2 separate regions of the Mus musculus genome follow, and region 2 is linked to region 1. The links are chromatin contacts, called in public HiChIP or PLAC-seq maps. All regions are on one chromosome and are shown on one strand. The core of a region is the stretch at or near the end of the contact, and the rest is flanking DNA. Distances in the headings are between cores, read along the strand shown. Region 1 overlaps Anks1 (ankyrin repeat and SAM domain containing 1). Region 2 overlaps Ppard (peroxisome proliferator activator receptor delta).

The links. HiChIP or PLAC-seq counts read pairs in DNA pulled down with a chosen protein or histone mark.
Region 2: a contact with region 1 is called in a FOXA1 HiChIP or PLAC-seq map of pancreatic cancer cells. The contact joins two enhancer-like sites. A contact is called at or near these places in 1 of 39 promoter capture datasets (pre-B cells) and 1 of 115 datasets of contacts at active chromatin or transcription factors (pancreatic cancer cells).

What each region holds. Positions count from the first base shown.
Region 1 is chr17:27,974,342-27,977,743 of GRCm38.p6, forward strand. It overlaps Anks1 (ankyrin repeat and SAM domain containing 1), which reads left to right. Exons shown (of 25, transcript NM_181413.4): 2 at 564-644; 3 at 2,220-2,376. Among named protein-coding and RNA genes, the nearest start is that of Gm35290, 31 kb to the right of the region's middle. Within about 2 kb of position 2,125, at least 44 of the 459 cell types and tissues checked have an H3K27ac peak or open chromatin away from gene starts, as enhancers often do. A contact at or near this core is called in pancreatic cancer cells, where this site is marked.
Region 2 is chr17:28,278,358-28,281,675 of GRCm38.p6, forward strand. All of the region lies in intron 2 of Ppard (peroxisome proliferator activator receptor delta), which reads left to right. Among named protein-coding and RNA genes, the nearest start is that of 1810013A23Rik, 8.3 kb to the left of the region's middle. Within about 2 kb of position 1,859, at least 96 of the 459 cell types and tissues checked have an H3K27ac peak or open chromatin away from gene starts, as enhancers often do. A contact at or near this core is called in pancreatic cancer cells, where this site is marked.

The DNA.
Region 1 (3,402 bases), core at 875-3,374:
ATAGACAGAGGGCTGTGCATGTTCAGCAGAGGTGCATCTTCATGCCTGTTTCAGGCCACAGTAGTTGAGCCTGTTACTGCGGATCCCACTCCTCCCTTAAACCAACTGTGGTTTTGAAGGAAGGGGACACAGTCTGGTTTGTGTCTCAGCTCAGTGTATCCTAGTGTGTTTTTGACAGTCAGTGCTCCTTTGGTCTGTGATCTGTACTGAGGTAGCTACTGGCTTCACTCATTAGAACAGGGTGGTGCTCGCACCCATGCCTGGCTGGGTTGTTTGGTTTTGTGCTGTTTGGGTGACATCTGGATTGGTTGGGAGTATTCAGAGGGCTAAGTTCCAAACTGAGTAAATGATGCGGCCCAGGTGGGCCAGCAGAGGTGGAACTGGCCCCTGGGTGACAGTATGGCCTTCACGTAGGCTTGCGTCTCCTCTAGGTGGTGTGCACCCGCTGTCTGTACGAGTAGTCTTCAGAAGCCTCTGGTTTGGTTATTTACTACACCATATGCCAGCTGTCTCTGACCTGGCTATGACTTCAGCCGTTAAAATCTCTCTCTCTGTCTTTTCAGCATGTGGAGAGGGCCGAACGTGAACTGTGTAGATAGCACCGGCTACACGCCACTACACCACGCTGCTTTGAATGGACACAGGTAAGTACCAGGGGCTCCTCCCTGCCCACCCTGCGGAGCCCAGCTCAGGAGTCTCCATCTCCTATGAGGCTGCCTAGGCGGGGCACTGCGCACAGAGAGAAGCAGACAGCACAGTGTGGGCAGAGGCCAGGTTTCTCTTCTGTGAACCATGATGCTCCATTTCTACCCCCAGCCCCAGAGAAGTCTTAGACAGAAGTGAATTTCACCTTCTCTCCTGGAGGCCCTTCCTGTGGAGGGCTCTAGCACACAAGCCATGCTGGGACTGTGATGGGCCCACTCAGGACAGCAGAGCACACAGACACTGGCACCTCACGGTGTCCACCCTGGTGAACCCAGGAGATGGAAGGCCTCTTAAGTCTGAGGAGGCCATCAGAACTTGAGTGGGAAGGTGGTGTGAGAGCTTCCTGGAGAAACTGGGCTCCGGGGAGCAGGGAGTCATCAGTGGACTGACGCCCGAGGCTCAGCGCAGCACAGGCAGAAGTCGTGGGGCACGAAGTGGGTTTGCCCAGATGCAGAAGAACAGAAACCAGGGGGACAGGAAAAATAGTGTGCAGAGTGGGAAGCAGAGTCCAAAGGGGAAGAGCTGCATGGGTGTGGCCTAGTAAGCCCGAGCCATGAACCCCTCATTTTACATTGTAATGAGCAAGGAATGGGCCCACCCCACCTTGCAGGATTCTGTTACTTGTCCAGTTTGTGGTCAAGCTGAAGGCCCACCATGCAGGGTCCACCGTGAGAGCTTGCTCCAGCGTTGACCTTTTCTCAATTTGGAGCATGAACACTGTGTCTTTTCTAAAACAACCCTAAAGGTAACATCCAGGGCCAGGATGATGGGTCAGCAGATAAAGCACTGGCTGCGTCCCAGGTGACCTGAGTTTGATCCCTCAGACCCACATGGTAGATGTAGAGAAATGGCTTCCAAAGATTATCTTCTGGCTTCTGCGTGTATGCACACAAAGAAAAAAAAATACATTGAGAACCCTCTCTAGTAGTCGGGAAAGTCTGAATTAATGAACCCTCAACTCTAAGTTTGTTAGCCAGGCTCCTCCCCAGGCCCTGTCTGTGTCCACGGGGCGGCTTTTCATTGGCTTGTGTGCCTGGGGATAATTACACGTGTGTGTCCGCCTCATTAGCAGTGTCGACTCTCTGTGTGTCTGACTCTCTGTGTGTCTGACGTCTGTGACATTGATTTTGCTCTGTCCTCTTTTAGCTCCCACATCCAAGGCATTGGAGTAGGTAGCGAAGGGACATCACCTGTCTGGTGTAACCGCCTTCATGTAAATTCTACCCCTGCATGCTAAATAAGTATCCCAAGGTGGGGAGTAATGCACAGTTCAGACAAGGGGTCCAGACATTTTCAAAGTTACAGGACATAGATGGATTATCAAGAAAGGGAGGTGAGTCACTGGTCACGGTGAGTCAGCCACCTAGCAGCCACATGCTAGCTGTGGGCATTAGAGGGAGAAGCCCGGGCAGTGACCTCAGAGGAGGCTAGCCATCGAGAGGCGGGGTCAGAAAGCAGTTTGCGGTACACACATGGGAAGACCCATGAGCTCATGGATGGCTTTTGCTTTCTAGGGATGTGGTCGAGGTCCTTCTGAGGAACGACGCGCTGACCAACGTTGCTGACTCGAAAGGCTGCTACCCGCTGCACTTGGCAGCGTGGAAAGGAGACGCCCAGATAGTACGTCTGCTCATCCAGCAAGGGCCCTCACACACCAGAGTCAACGAACAGGTCGGGAGAGTGAGAGTGTCCTCCCTGTGCACGCCCTGGCCTCATGCACTTAGGGTTCCTCTGCTCCCTAGACATGACCCTCCCTCCCTCATCAGGAGGAGTGGGGGGCCGTGTTCTGGAGGCTGCATCTTGTTTGTCTGTTTTTTGTTTTCAAGACAGAGTTTCTCTGTACAGCCCTGGCTGTCCTGGAACTTACTCTTAGACCAGGCTGGCCTTGAACCCAACAGATCCACCTGCCTCTGCCTCCCAAGTGCTGGGATTAAAGGCATGCGCCACCTTGTCCAGCAGGAGGATACATTTTTGTGCAGTTGACTCATGAAGATTTGTACTAAAATTTCATACACATGCATACACACACACAGACTCACAGTATAAAAGTTGATGCAAATCTTTTGAAATTATGTAGAGTGAGTTTTAAACAGGAGAGATTACATAATTATAATTTCTGCTTATGCCATCAACATGCAGTGAGCACAGCTTGCCAGCATTAGTCAGTGCTGTGTGAGCAATCCTGTTACTTTACAGACATCACAATGCGCAGAACTGAAAGAATTTGTCCTGATGCTGAAAAAAATCCTCCAGATGCAGGTCAGAGTGATCCAGTGGTATGGAGATCACTTCCTGTGTCCTCCAACACCACTCTGAGGGCAAGCATGTGCTAAAAAGGAGAGAAGAGAACCGCCCCAAACCTCACAAGGCCTCTGCAGTTGAGTGCTCTTGGATAGCCTCTCTGTTCCCTGGAGACATGTTCAGTGACAAAGTCTCCTAGGATGTCCATATCCGGCTTTGGCCCTGCTGCTTTGGCTGCACTAAGCTGCTCCTGAGTGAGTGCAGGGCTGTCCCCCTCAGGACACAGCCCCAGGGGGCTGTTCCTCTCTGTAGAGTAGATGAGGTTCATCCTCAGAACTTGGGACACCACCTGGCAAGTCTACTCACTAGCAAGGCCCACACAGGTTTCCACTGAGCTACCAGAGGGAAACCACCTGGGTCCCAGAGGCCTCCATTTGGAGACTGGGTGTAGGCAGT
Region 2 (3,318 bases), core at 609-3,108, 300 kb after region 1:
ACTCTTTAGCTCTGTGGTGGGCGGGTTTCTATGTGTGCATGCACAGATACACACACACACACACACACACACACACACACACACACACACACACACACGTGTTCACTTGGGTGTGGCAGCCACAGGTCCCTTGACTGCCATCTCTTACTGACCTGCATCTAGCCTGCCTGCCTGTGTCTTCGCAGCCTCAGCTCCACACTCCTGCAGTATAAATGTGTGTCGCTGCTCCTGGCTCTCCCACCCCCGGCTTCTGGGAGTTGAACTCAGGTCTTTGTGACTTTGTGACAAGCACTTTTAAAGCTATCTTTTTGGCTTATTTGTATGTGTGTGTGTGCACGCGCGTACAGTTACATGCCATTACTTCTGGTTCATGTGGAAATCAATTCTCTCCTTCTACCGTATAAGTCCCAGGAGTTGAATTCAGTTCATCAAGCTTGGTGGTAAAGCACCTTTATACACCAAGCCATCTAACTGCATGCCCACCCCTGCCTAGGGAAGGCTGGATCTCACTATGTAGCTAGCCCAGGCTGGCCTTGAACTTGCAGCAGTCTTCCTGCCTCAGCCTCAGCTGGAATAGCAGGCATGCACTACACCAGGCTTGGGTTTTTGTTGTTGTTGTTTTTTTTTTTTTTTTTTTTTTTTTTTGTGAGCCCAAGTCCTCACATAATTTACGTTTCTTGTTTGTGAAATGGCATTCTAGAACATTCTCCATCTATCTATGGTTGGGGGTGGGGTGGACATTACCCCTCCCATCCCAGAGTCAAGGGCTGCTGAGAGCCGGGCTGGCAGCCCACCTGAGGCCCCTCACTTCCTGTTTCCCAGCTCAGGCAAGAGCTCCTGCTCTCTTTCTCTGGCTGCCAGAGCTTTTATTTTCATTGAGTGCTGCTTCTGGATGCTCAGAGAACTAACTAGAAATACAAGGGCCGTTTTGTCCTGTTTGGTACCTGCTCTTTCTGGTTTTTGGAGATTGACCTCAGGTACCCACTAGGGTGAATCTACCCTGGCCTCAGGTACCCTGAGGACATGGGGTGACCTGGATTGGCAAATGGGAAGCAGCGAGTACTGCAGAGTTGCTGGCCCAGAAAATTGGGTCACTGGGTCAGCACACAGATTACTGATTGATAGGGCAGCTGGGGACCATCATCCAGCTACTTTCTCTTAGGGCCCCTCCACGCTGGTCCCAAGCCACTCATTAGAGGCATGGGACAACCTGTGCCTCAGGGACACTTGTAACCCTCACCCCCACCTCCACAGTCGGCAGGGAAGGAGTGGAAGCTGGAGAGTGGTGGGGGCAGGAGGTGAGGAAGGCACAGGCTGTCTCAGTAGAGACAACAGTGCTCTTTCCCGGTCAGTCTCCTTCTGTTTGACTTTGTGCCTCTTCAGAGAATTCAGGGATAGGGCAGGGAGGCCCTGAAGATCTCCTGTGGTGGACGGGATTGGGGAGTGAGAACTGTGGTGGTCTCGGGGTCCCAGAGCTTGCGCACTTTACAATCAGTGTCCTGGCTCAGCAGAGTCTCCTCCAGACCAAAGGCAGTGACACACACACTGCAGTCACAGTCCCTGCCGGAGGCCCTGCCCTGCACACCTGCTTCAGTGTCTCTATGCTTCTTGGACCTTACTGCCTGGTAGGCAGCTGCACTTCGTTGAGAACTTTGGGAACACGAGTGTCATCCCCAGATTGGGGGAGGGGTGGTGAGCCGGGGTCTGATGGAAGCCTGACCCAGGAGCTGGTAGAGGTAGCTTCTAAAGGGCACCAGATGTGAGTGGCAGGGACATGAGGAAATGGTATCCCTTGGCGAGGGCTGCAGGCCAAGGCTGTCCGAGTGCTTATCCATTCACCAAGTGCCTGTTGAACACTCACTAAGGGGCACCGTGCCAGCAGAGCAGAGGACAGTCCTGGGGTATGGTGGTGCGGTGAGGCCAGGGCGGCAGCAGACCTTGCAGATCTGGAGACAGGACTGAGGTAAGCAGGGTGGGGTAGTGCTAGCCCAGGAAGGCTTCTTGGAAGGAGCGCCAGGGGGAGCCCAGGGAGCCGGTGAGCCTCCCAGGAGCCAGCGGCACTCCAGTCCCAGGCTGAGCCTCTGGCCTGAGCGTCATGGTGGTGCGAGGGGACAGGGGACAGAAGGAAGGGCTAGAGGAAGACTCAGAGACTAGAGCCTGTGGTGACCTCAGCTATGACGTGGTGACTTTGTGGCAGGGGCTCTGTGGCAGACTCTTGTGACAGACTGAGCTGAGGGCTTACAGCCACACAGAAGTCAGGCGGTGTGAGGGCTCCTGACTCAGAATGACAGGAGATTCCGGCACTCTGGAGCCTGCCTCTGAGCCAGCTTGCTTCTGCTGTGTTCTTGACCCAGCAGTGCACAGAAGGCACATGGTGCTGTGACTAAGACTTGACCTCGAGCTACCAATTCCTCATCTGTTAAATGGGGACAGTAGCATCCGGTTCTTTGGGTATTTATAAGAAGGGTCAGTGCCCACAGGGTTAGTAAGCCAGAGAGAGTGGAGCTAGCCCCAGGGTGGTAGAGAGTGAGAAAGCTCTGATTTGGGGCTTATGAAGGGGGACCTAGCATGCTGACTCCCCCAGCTATCTCCACCCCAGGCAGGGCAGGCCTTCTGTCACCAAGCACATAGCCTGCTTAGCCAGCATGGGAACTGAGCCACCAGGCAGAGCACCTGCGGTCCCTTAGCTCATCTCCCAGGCAGCAGCAACGGGGTGTCCTGAGAGGAAGCCCTTCCCTGCAGCCTCCTTCTGCTGTGTGGCAGTCCTCTAGAGGGTCATTGGGTTCAGCTCCTGCTTCTGCCTCTGCCTGCACAATTCCCGACCCCCCTCCCCCACCAGTGAGAGATGGGTGGGGCTTGCCACTCCCATATCTACCCCTCCCTTTCCTCCCTCCTATCCCCCAGGGTCTCTTCTTGGGAGGTGAGCCTGGGTCCTAGAGCTGGGACTGTGTGTACTGAACACTCACGAATGCATACGTGTGTGTGAGTGTGTGTGTGTGTGTGTGTGTGTGTGTGTGTGTGTGTGTGTGTGCGCGCGCGCACGCGGGCCCCAGAATCGGAACAGTCCAGGGATTTTGTTGCACATTGCTGGCCTCATGAATGCTCAGCCAGCAGAAACAGTGAAGGAACTGGACAGACAGGTGGAGGTGACACCTGGCTGCACTGTAAGGGCCACATGCAGGGAGGGGACAGCCCCTTCTAAGCATTTCCAAGCTCTTGTCCCTTTCTGTGTTTAAGACTGGGGTGAGGGCTGAGGCATTGGTCCTTAAGGGCTGTTTATGCCAAGCAGGGCTGAGTGAATGGACTGCCAGGGACAGG